Regions from separate parts of the Ovis aries genome. Here region 1 is linked to region 2. The links are chromatin contacts, called in public Hi-C maps. All regions are on one chromosome and are shown on one strand. The core of a region is the stretch at or near the end of the contact, and the rest is flanking DNA. Distances in the headings are between cores, read along the strand shown.

Region 1 (5,938 bases), core at 1,865-4,364, 420 kb before region 2:
GGAGGGTCAGGCCAGCTCCACCTTTAACAAGCCAGGCAGAGCCCCCTCCCCTCCCCAGCTCCTCCATGGCCTCTCCCTTCTGCCCCTCACCCTCCTCGCTTCCCAGACCCTGAGGGAAAAGGTTCGTGCACCAGGTCACTCTACTGCCCCTTCTTTCCTTTAGAAATGAAGATTTAAGTCTATCTGCTATTGATCACAGCAGTGATTTGGTGGATAACCTCTGTGTGTGTGTGTGGGCGGGGGGGTGCTAAGGAACACAGAAATGAAGCTCACGTGCTAGAAGCTATGACTAACCAGATATCACGCAGAAATAAAGAAGTGAAAATAGGGTTTGACAGGTCTTTAATTTCTTCTTGCAAAGCAGGAAAAGAATGGGCAGGTTTGTCTCCAGATCTAGGGTTCAGGCAGCAGTGATTCTGGGGTTGATAAGATTCCCCTCCTCATAGGACACAGCATTCAGCCCACCCAGCTCCCACTCTCCCTTCTTGAGAAAGGGGCCCTTGATTTGCTTCAAGAAACATCCTCCCCAGCTCTCTATCTGCAGGTTTCAGGTCATAGGGGAGAGCCCCCGACCCTTGCCTAGGGCCTGGTCAGTCCGCACATTGCAGCCACTGGGCCAGAATAATCAGTTCAGTGATGGGTGTTTGACCTAAACTGCACCAGTGAAGCTCAATTCTGAGCTTTGTTGAAACGACCAGGAAGATAAGCTCTCTTCCTAGGCTGGGAAGATAGCAGGCCCGTGTTTGAGGCCAAGGCAGCAGGATGGAACAAGAGGAGCTGGAAGATATGATTCGAGTCCCTGGATCCAGCCCCACTCCTGAGACCCCACCACCGTGTTAAGTTTAAAGTAGTTTGGGTTGGATTTTTGAAACTTATAACCAAGATTCCAAACCAATAAGGGATGATTTTGGTCACAGTCTCACAGGTTGTTTAACACTGAACATCCTCAACCTTGTTAGAATCTCTCCTCCGATATCTACAAAGTTCTCTTGTCTATAGAACAGCAGACCTGGCTCCCTCCCCCAGAAGAGAAAGCATACCCTCACCTCTGAGAGTCCAGGCTGCTCTTACCTCATCAGCCAGGAGAAAGAGCTTCTCCTCCCAGGCAAAGTGAATCACATCTTCTATGCACTTTCTGCTCTGCACCTGACCTAAACAGTCCCAAACAAAAGCAGAAGGCAGGTTGTCATGGTGTTTCATTCATCCCCAGGTGAGAATTCCAGCCAGAATCACTCAGATGTCTGTGTCCCCTCATCTTACAGGACCACCCTCCCTAGCTGCTGACGGCCTCCAGGGAGCCCCTAGGGTCAGCTCCGTCCCTCTGACTCACTTCAGCCAGGTTGTGTAGGGAGTGGTGTTTCATACCCAACTTTCTTGTTATTCTCAGAGGTATGTGTGTGGAGCGGGGAGGAGGATATATGTGTATTATTCTGTGCTAGAGGACAAGAAGACATGGACGTATCATAGACAGCACGAAAATGAAACTGAAGGAGTTAACTCTTTCAGCCCTGCTCCCCTCCGTCCCCCACAGCAGCCACACCATGAAAAGAGCCCTGGCCACACCTTCTCCCTACACAAGCTCCGCGAGGCAGGGACAACGTCTCTGGCCCAGCACCGACCCTCAAAGCCGGCACCCAGCAGGGCCCTCCCTGGTAAGCACAGTGGAAGAAGTTCTAAACGAATGAATGAGCCTGCCTACCAGCTCTGGCTTCTCCAGCGACCATGTGGGAGCCGTGCCCGCTGAGGACGCTGGCAGGCACCCATGGTATCCCTGCCAGGGTCTCCCTTCAGAGCTGGACTCATCACTTCATCCACCTTAGAGAAATCAGTGCCAGTAGCAAAATATTCACCATCAGCTCACAGGAAATACTGCGGGTTTCAGTGGGGAAAGGAACACTTTCCCAGATTTCCCGAGGCCCTGGGATGGTGGACTTGCTCACACAGCTTCTGGAAAAGTACTAGGCAGGCCTGCTGATACTCACAAAGGACGTAAATGAGCACCTACGGGTGTTACATGCATGTACTGTCTACATAAGTACGTATGTGCACATGTATTACTGCCATATGTATCTACGCCTTCATGCAAAGCAGTATGGAGAATATATTACCTTTTTGTTAAAAATAAAAATAACCATATTCTTGTCCATGTAAGAATAACAAGACTAAGTCTCGGAAAAATACATTGATGTATCTTATAAGAGCATGGTATGATTCAGCCAGGATTTCAGACTTAAACTATCTAAGCAACCAGTTCCTTTACTAAGGGACCAACCTGTCCGTGCCAAACAAAGGCCAAGCAGGCTTCCTATGAAGCAAGCTCACGCTCTGGGAATTAGGAAGGGCAGCACCCCCGATGCTACAAGTAACCAGCTGCTGTTCCCATAGACAGACAGGGGCTGTCCATTCTGGCAGCCTCTCCTGCCTACCACATGCTCCTGGTCTTCCCTCCCAGGGCTGCAATGCCACAAAGTATACCCTGTTAGAATGCAAGCAAAGGTGTGAGCACCCAGAGTATAAAAGGTGTGAGCGGGGAACATGATGCCAGTTTAGTTCAGTCGCTCAGTTGTGTCCGACTCTCTGCAACTTCACGGTCTGCAGCACGCCAGGCTTCCCTGTCCATCACCAATTCCCAGCGCTTGCTCAAACTCATCTCCATCAAGTCGGTGATGTCATCCAACCATCTCATCCTCTGTCATCCCCTTCTCCCGCCTTCAATTTTTCCCAGCATCAGGGTCTTTTCCAAAGTCAGTTCTTTGCATCAGGTGGCCAAAGTATTGGAGTTTCAGCTTAAGCACCAGTCCTTCCAATGAATATTCAGGACTGATTTCCTTTAGGATTAACTGGTTTGATCTCGTTGCAGTCCAGGGAACTCTCTCAAGAGTCTTCTCCATAATGCCAGGGGGAGTGCAAGGGCCGGGCCTCAGGAAGCCCGCGGCTCAGGAGAGGAAAGGAGACCTGCTGTGCACAAATAATCCCCCATGCGATCGATGCAAACTGTGGGACAAGGACAGAGCTTATTCCTCTCCAGGGCCTGGGACGAAGCAGTCACTCAGAACAGGCCTGTGGAGCAGGAGGAGCCGCATGATCTCCAGAGGGCAGGGCATGCCTGTGCCCAGCAGGGGGAGACATGTGCGCACCACAGAGAAGAGGCAGCTCTGCTGAAGGCCCCAAAGGCTGCAGAGGGGTCTTCCAAGTGCCCCTTGCCAGAGGCCGGGCCAAGGGAATGTCCCACACACTAATGGGGATACCTATTGCTTGTACCAGCCTAGCGTCCTGTCCTTCTCTGAGCAACAGCACACAGCTGTCCTAGGGGAACTTCTCTTTAAACTCCACCAGGGACACAGACCCAGCCAATCAGCCTCAGTGATTTAACTAGGTCAGGCATAGGCAGGTGTCCCAGTGTGGGCCAAGAGAGTCTGGCCTGGGGCTTCAGTTGAAACCAGGGGTGAGGCTCCCTGTGGAGGACGCTCAGCTGCTGGGCACTGACTGGACCTGCGGAAGGCCACTCCCAGGACAGGTGCTTCCTGAGGATTTCAGCCCAGAGCAGAGCTGGGTCATGGCCTGAGGTTCCCATGACAACGACGTTAATTCAAGTGTGCTGCTTTACCCTGGCCTTCACAGGTCCACTCCCTTCAAGCCTCAAGGTAAGTTTCTGTCTCGAGCCCCAAAGAGCCTTGTTAGCCACTAATATTCCACTCCATTTTGACACCTTTCAGACAAAGTGGTTACAGTGTGTGGTCCAGATGAGATACATGGTGATCACAGGTAGGTCTCTATTTTCCATCCTCCATCTTCCAATAGCTGCTTTCCACACATTAAGACCCCAGAGGGGAACTGCCTGGTGGTCCAATGGTTAAGACTTGATGCTTTCACTGCTGGGGTCCAAGTTCAATCCGTGGTCAGAGAACTAAGATCCTACAGCTGCGTATCACAACCAGAAAGTAAAAACAACCTCAGAGAGCAAAACTAGCCTGAGCCTGCTTGTAACTTATTTTTTAGAAAAACTGCTTGTTGTTATAGTTCAGTCGCTAGTCCTGTCCGGCTGCTGCAACCCCATGGACTGCAACACACCAGGCTTCCCTGTTCTTCACTGTCTCCCAGAGTTTGCTCAAACTCTTGTCCATTGATTCAGTGATGCCATCCAACCATCTCATCCTCTCATTCTCTGTTGCCCCCTTTTCCTCCTGCCCAGCATCAGGGTCTTTTCCAATGAGTCAGCTCTTCACATCAGGTGGCCAGAGTACTGGAGGTTCAGCATCAGCTTCCAATGAATATTCAGGGTTGATTTCCTTTAGCATTGACTTATTTGATCTCCTTACAGTCCAAGGGACTCTCAAGAGTCTTCTCCAGCACCACAGTTCAAAAACACCAATTCTTCAGTGCTCAACCTTCTTTCTGGTCCAACTCTCACATTCGAACATGACTACTGAAAAACTGCTTATATTAATATCACACTCATATGACCCCCACTTTGACCCCAAATAGGAAAGTCTCTGGTGCAGTTACTGCTCCCCAGACAGCCAGAAGAAGATATATGTAAGCTTCTGGTGAAGAAGTTACCAAGCCTATGATATAAACTAGGTATACAGAGTATTTCCTAAGATATAGGACCTACTACTCCAAGTTTGGGGCCAGTAGCATCAGCATCACCCAAGAGCTTGTTAGAAATGCAAACTGTCAACTCCCACTCCAGCCTAATTATATCACCATATCTAGATGTAGGGCCCAGCAGTTTTGTTTTTAACAAGCTGAAGTTTTAGAAGCATCATCCAAGGGCAGTGTTTCTCATCCTCAGTTATACAGAATATTGATGCCTGAGCCCCATCCCCAGAGATTCTAGGGTGTGGCCTGGCCTTTGGCATTTTTAAAAGCTCCCTCTTTGATTCTAATGTGCAGCCAGGATTGAGAACCCAGCTCTGTCATTTTCCTACAGTACCCTGGGTTAGGTCCCTCATCCCTTCCCCCAGACAGTCGGTGTAAATAAACCAGGCGAGCAGCTGCACCCATTTTCTGCACCCAGGAATTCAAGTGGAGCTTTCAGCTGATTGAAGCATCATTTGATGTTCCCAAGGAGCAGATTCCACAATCAACTCCACCAGGCTTTGGCCCTGACCCAGTTTATCTCAACAAAGGAGGAGAGAGGAGCCCTTGCTCTCGGCATCCAAATAGCATCTGGGGCACATGAAGCCAACAGCCTGGAAAGATCGAGGCAGGCAGGACTGTGCATTTTTTGTGTGAAGAAAAATGTGCAAAATTAGGAGTGCTCTCCAACTTCTGGAAACAGGTTTTTTTGGTTTGCTTTTGTTTTTAATATGGCATTTCCTTTTCAGGCCTCGAACTACACAGCAATGCTGTGTCAAAGAAAAACAAAAACGCTCACACCAGCAATCTAAAAACTGGTTCAGAAAAACAAGTAGGAGTAAGGGTAAAATTAGGCCTATAATTAGGTGATGGTTTGTCTGTGACCTCAAAGAGTAGGTTCTTTGTACATGGATGAACAGGAAAAAGAACTGGTCTTAATTACCATACAACCCTGCCCAGGAAAAGGCCTGTATTCGTTCACCTCCTAAGGTGGCTGGCGGCCAACTTTATGGTTTTATGTTAGCAAATCTGGAGTTGGATTAGGAACCTGGGAGCAAATAAAACATTATTTCTTAGCTCTTTAGTGTCCAGACAGCCAATACACAGCCACCCTGCTCACCAAGAAACTGGCGAGGAAGTAAAGCACAGACCTGTGGGGTTCCCGGGGTTGATGATGCACAGCACCTTGGGGTTACAGTGCTCTTTGGCTTGCTGCACGGCCCGCCGGAGCTCGTTCACATTCAGGGCCCAGCAGTTGTCCTCATCCAGGTAATAGTTCACCTGGATGGCATCGAGTTCGGAGATGACCGCTGAGTAGAGTGGGTACTGTGGGATGGGGATCATCACGCCTGTCCGT
Region 2 (5,921 bases), core at 2,627-5,126:
TGATGGTCACAGGAGGCTATGACAGGGAGAGTGTGATGAGATGAGAGCCTTATACACTGGGTTGGGCTGCTCTTGGCTCTGGAGCATAATGAACATGACTGTGAACGAGAATTCCAAGTCAAATTTTTCAGCAGGAAATGAAAACTGAAATAGCCACAGTAGAGAACTCAGGTCCGAAGATCTTTGTAGCAAATATGAATGATGCTTGAGGACTGGGGTTCTTCCTGAAACACAGATTCCAATCCAGTAGATCTGGGGATAGGGGAGAAACTGCATTTCTAACAAGCTCCTGGTCCCTGCACTATACTTTGAGAGCTTGGGGCTAGAAGACAGGTTCCAGTCTAGTGGGCTGTGGGCCAAATTTTGTCTAGGAAATAAGGTTTTTCAGGGTTGCATAGTGTCTACATTTTAAAAAGTTGTGGGACTTCCCTGGAGGTCCAGTGATTAGGACTTTACCTTCCAAAGGAGGGGGTGCGGGTTCAATCCCTGGTCGGGGAGCTAAGATTGAACATGCCTTGCAGCCGAAAAACCAAAAAACATAAAACGGAAGCCATATTGTAACAAATTCAATAAAGACTTGTAAAATGGTCTACATTAAAAAAAACCTTAAAAAAATTTTTTAAGTTGCTAACAGCTTAAAGTCAGGCATTTTCACATAAAATTCTGAATCTGTCTTCTCCATTCATCATTCTCTATCACATCACTGAATTTTATTTTATTAGTAGTATCTTTCATAATTGAATTTTGCTTATCAATTGAATTTTTTTTGTCTGTTGTGTGTCTCCCTAGGCTGTGAACGCCATGCAGGCAGGACCTTGTCTGTCCTCTTTGCCCCTGCTTCCCGAGCCTAGAGCAGTGTCTGGCACACAGTCTATACTCTCTATATTTATTATTTGTCAAGTGAATCAGCACATGCGCTTTCCTATGAGCTTGAAGTGAGTGCTAGAGTCCACATATTGCCTTCTTCACTCACTTGAGTTACCTCCTGAGGAAGACAGACTCAGGACATTGTCCTTGGGAGACCTCTGTGTTCAGGAATCTGGGGCGGAGGAAGAGGAATGAGGCAGGGAGGACCAGAACAGGGAGGGCCCGGAGGCCACCGGAGGAAAGACAGTGGAGCGGGCGTGCTGGACCATGAGTGCTGCTGCGGGCGGAGGCCGAAGGGCACGGGGGACAGTGGGCCTCTGGGGGAAGCTACTGGCCAGTAAGGAAGCAGGAGAGAAAATGCCAAAATCTTGGTTCCCTGTCTACTGATGCCAAATAGAAATATGGAGACAGAGTTTGGAGGAAATAGGAAGGAGTAGCTTTATTATTTTTGCCAGGCAAAAGGAAAACACAGCAGGCTAAGGCCTCAAGCAACCGTGGCCCCCTTCTCAGGAATACTGCTACTGCTAAGTCACTTCAGTCGTGTCTGACTCTGTGCAACCCCATAGACGGCAGCCCACCAGGCTCCCATGCCTGGGATTCTCCAGGCAAGAACACTGGATTGGGTTGCCATTTCCTTCTCCAATGCATAAAAGTGAAAGTGAAGTCGCTCAGTCGTGTCCGACTCTCAGTGACCCCATGGACTGCAGCCCACCAGGCTCCTCCATCCATGGGATTTTCCAGGCAAGAGTACTGGAGTGGGGTGCCATTGCCTTCTCCATCTCAGGAATAAGGAGAGGTTTATATCCTCTTGGAAGTCTGTGCTTTCTTTTCTTTCTTTCTTTTGTAAGGTTTCAAAATGGCCACAGCTGGCATCAGGCAACTCAACAACCAGGTCTGGTGACCTGAAGTTATCCGCCTATGTCCTTCTTTTTGACATGCTGAATGCTACAAGAGAGTGTAGGAGGACACGAATGCCAGGTGCAAATATAAATCTATATGGAGTCAGAGAGTAATTTTCTTTGTGAAGGACAAGTCCAGCTACAAGTGTTTGTTGATAGTAACAGCTAAAGTCTAACCAAGACTGTTTAACTCTTGTAGGCCTGTTTGGCTGGTATGTGCCACAGGCTGTTCACTCATTTCTGTTTTGCTGCAACAGGAATGACTTGGTGCTATCCAGAAGCAAAGTACAGAGGTAATATCTCAAGACTTCAGTTGGGCTTTGGAAGTTTCTAGGAGAGGTCAGTAAGTTTTGAGCCCCTGTGTAGACAGAGTCTAAGGACCTAGTGCCGAAAAGGAGACTGAAGATATAAAAAAGACTGGGAATAATGGGTGCCACTCCACCTAAGGCAGATGGAAGGCTGAGATGGGCTGCAGATGGAGAGATTGGAAAAAAAGAATTAAAAAACCCTTTCATCAGGATAAGGGGGAGAGGGCAGGGAAAGCAAACTCCTAAGACATGTGTGCTCTTGAAAGGTCTCCATTTAGGGGAAAGCTCTCAAAACCTTCCATATAATCCATGCAAGCATAGGTTGCACAGGAAACGTATCCAGTTTAATAAATGATTTGTCCTTTATGGAGTTTGCAGCAACCCAGGTGTTCATTTGACTCTGTGGCTACATGTTCATTTCCAAGATTTTTCCCAGAAGCAATATCTTGATGGGTGATGAAATATTCTGTAATTGAACAAGGAGAGAACTATGTTGTCTCCAGCACAGACAGGGGTGGGTGAGTAGAAATCCCTCCACTTGTGGGGTTTGTGGCAGTAGGGTTAAAAGGAGACTTATGAGAAAGATAACTTAGTCTTCAAGGCCTGATGCTAGTCTTGATTTTATTGTTTTATGTGTTTCCCCCTCGTGGTGCTCAATAAATATTCATTCAGTGGACAAATAAATGGAAGGTCAGACTCTGTATATGAGAGTCAAAGAAATCTTGTTTTCTGGAAAAGCTAGCTGAATTAAGTGCAGGTTTTTATAGTCACCTCTTCGGTTCCATTTCATTTCAGCTGTGAGGGATCTGAGAGACTTTAGCCCAAGGTTTTCCTTAAAGGCATTAAGTGGAAATGCCTTCCCTGTGATGACACTGTCATGACCAGGCCCTTGTCTTTCTGTGGGTCTCACCCTTCCTGGTGTTCTGGTAACCGCTGCCGTTGCCGGCCATCTCAACTCTGACTAGTAATGATCTGGCAGAACCATTAAAGGGTGGATTCAGGAATTTGACTGGTTTCTAATACCGGTTTTGCTGGGTTAACTTGGGCACTGCTTATTTTCTCGGTGACTCCGCTTCCTCATCTGTAAAATGGGAATAGTAAAATTTCTTTTCTCACAGGATAGTTTTTGAAGATTGAATAAGACACTGTAGGTAAAATATGCAGAAAGGTGTCTTGCACACAGTACTCAATAAATGTTAGCTATTATCATTGGAGGTTATATCTGTTGTTGATTAATAAATGTGGGTAAAACATACTTTTACATACTAAATATAATTTGATATTTTTTGAAAATATCCTCTTTGTGTAGATAGTCAAAGAAAGAGAAGGGGAAAGAGAAAGCCAGAGAGCAACAGATTTTTGGTGGTGAAAGGTTTGGAACCATCTAGGTCAATATATTATTAGAATTGAAGATGCTCTTCTGAGAGGTGAAGTGGTAATAATGGAAGAAACAAGTCTAAATACTGTTTTTTGACTCTCAAGCCAGTGCCTTTTCCACTCTACCCCACTCCAGGTATGGCTTGTTATTTTTTTGGAAATTATCCCAAATTATGTCCTAATTTAACTTCATACAAGTTCACCCCAGTAAACAAAAAGAGCAACAACGACAACAGCAGTCCACCAGGCCAGTAGACAGCGCCCAGACACTCCCCTCCAGGGTGGGTGGAGACTGAAGGGGGCGGGGCTCGTGCCGACACCCGGGCCACCCCAGCCTTCCTTTAATTGGTCCCAGGGCCTCGGCCCACTATCCAATTAGAAGCGGCTGCGTCATCACATTACTGGGCAGGGAGGCCGCCCGCGGAAATTTGAAATGGCTGACGGATTGCTGGCGGGTGGTGGGCTGGGGTCGGAAGCGATGGCGCCGGAGCCCGAGCTTCCTGGGTGGGCGGCCGAGGAGGAGCTGGAGCGCCTGGAGAAAGGTGAGCACCCGCCGTGCGGGAGGAGCCGCCGTCTGCGACAGACCGTGTCGGCAGCGCTGGGGGCGCCTGGGGCGCAGGCCTTCCGGACCTGGCTGGCCTGGGTGGAGGCTGTGACTGGGCGAGGCCCCGACCCACTCTCTGGACGTCGAATCGGGAGGTACCCAGGACACCTCTCCTCCTCGCCCAATCTGGCCTCAGCTTCCTCGAGACTGGAGGGACTGGGGCGGGGCGGGGATCCCTACTGTTGCTGTCTGGGTGTCCCTCCACCCCGCCCTGCCCCGCCCTTGTGCGCGAGTTTGTGTGTTTAGAGTGGACGCATATTTTTATTTGCATCTCAAAGGAGATCACGTACCACTGCCCCCTTTCCCGAAGGAAATTGGACGCTTGGCCTAGAGAGCAGTACTGAGCGTTGAGAGCAGGTGACGTGCCCAGAGGAAGGGGAGCCAATTTGTGACACAGTGTAAAAAAATAGAACCCAGGTCTAATTCTCAGTCCTTTCTGTCTCTTCTTGGAGACTCCGTTTTCCCCCCCTGATATTTTAAGGTGGTTCAGGCTTTTACTTTAACATTTTCAGTTGTATTGTGTAGTGGCAAGAGTCCTGGAGAAGTGAGAAAACGTTAAGTGGAACTTAATTCCACTACTCACCCCTCTTTGTGATCTGGCAACAGTCAGGTGACTTCAGTTTTCTCATCTGCAAAACAGGTAGTAGTGTTGCTGAGTGGTGAAGATTAAGTGAAGTAATGTGTGAAAAGTATTTCAGATCGGCTCTGAACACACATAACGTAAAATTTACCATCTTAACCATTTTTGACATGGATTCAGTCCCTGGGTTGGGAAGATAATCTGGAATAAGAAATGGCAACCCACTCTTGGATTCTTGCCTGAAAAATCATATAGACAGAGGAGCCTGGCAGGCTACAGACCATGGGGTGGCGGAGTTGGTTAGCCACTGAGTACCTAACCAGTTTTAAGTGTACAGTTAAGTGGTATTAAACACATTCACATTGTTGTGTAGCCATCACCACCAGCTGTTACTATGACTCTCTTCATCTTGTACACTGAAACTCTGTACCATCTGTTACTATGATTCTTCTCGTTTTGTAAACTGAAACTCTGTACCTGTTGAATAATAACTCCACATTCGCCCCTCTCCCGAGCCCTTGGCAACTACCCTTATACTTTCTGCCTTTATGGTTTTGACTACTTTTAAGTACCTCATATCAGTGGAATTACACAGTATTTGTCTTTCTGTGACTGACTGGCTTATTTCACTCTGCCTAATGTTCATCCAGCATAATCATAAATCTCTTCCTTTTTTAAAGCTAAATAGTTTTAGCTGTGAACATGCCTGTACAAATATCTCTTGGAGACCCTGCTTCAAACTGCTGGGTAATATGGTAATTCTATTTTTAAATTTTTGAAGAATCACCGTAAGTTTTCCATAGTGGCTATACCATTTTACATGCCTACCAACAGCCCACAAGGGTTCCTGTTTCTCCACATCTTTAACAACACTTGTTTTCTTGGTAGCTTCTCATTGTTTTTTGGATAATAGTCACCTAATGGGTGTGAGATGGAGTATTATTTCTTTAAAAAACATATCTATATTATGTGATGGATGGTATGAAATAGTTTATTCTCTTAATTGAAGTTGGCATACTATTTTCATCTTCCCGAGGTTCAGAGAGATTTTCACACATTTGATAAGGTATTGATGTCCTCTGAAGCTCAGGTATATTGGTGTCTATGAGCCGGAAACCCTAGTGTACACCTTGGTTATCTTGTTGCCAAGTCCAAACTCACTTCCTGCTCTCTGCACCACAGGCCAATAAATTGAGAGAGGAGTTGTTGGCACAAGGAATAGTGACTTTATTTGGAAAGCCAGCAGACCGAGAGGATTGTGGACTAGTGTCCCAAAGAACCATCTT

The links. A called contact is a pair of places that touch in the nucleus more often than the background predicts.
Region 1: a Hi-C map of hypothalamus shows a contact between it and region 2, with 4 times the contacts expected there. The contact joins the enhancer-like site here to the promoter of SHCBP1 in region 2. A contact is called at or near these places in 5 of 16 Hi-C or Micro-C datasets (blood, hypothalamus, liver and 1 more).

What each region holds. Positions count from the first base shown.
Region 1 is chr14:14,876,402-14,882,339 of ARS-UI_Ramb_v3.0, reverse strand. GPT2 (glutamic--pyruvic transaminase 2) reads right to left here. Exons shown (of 12, transcript XM_004014968.6): 6 at 5,733-5,938; 7 at 1,072-1,151. Among named protein-coding and RNA genes, the nearest start is that of GPT2, 19 kb to the right of the region's middle. Within about 2 kb of position 3,114, at least 6 of the 54 cell types and tissues checked have an H3K27ac peak or open chromatin away from gene starts, as enhancers often do. A contact at or near this core is called in hypothalamus, where this site is marked.
Region 2 is chr14:14,458,818-14,464,738 of ARS-UI_Ramb_v3.0, reverse strand. SHCBP1 (SHC binding and spindle associated 1) reads left to right here and starts at 3,876. Exons shown (of 12, transcript XM_042231574.2): 1 at 3,876-3,993. The coding sequence starts at 3,885.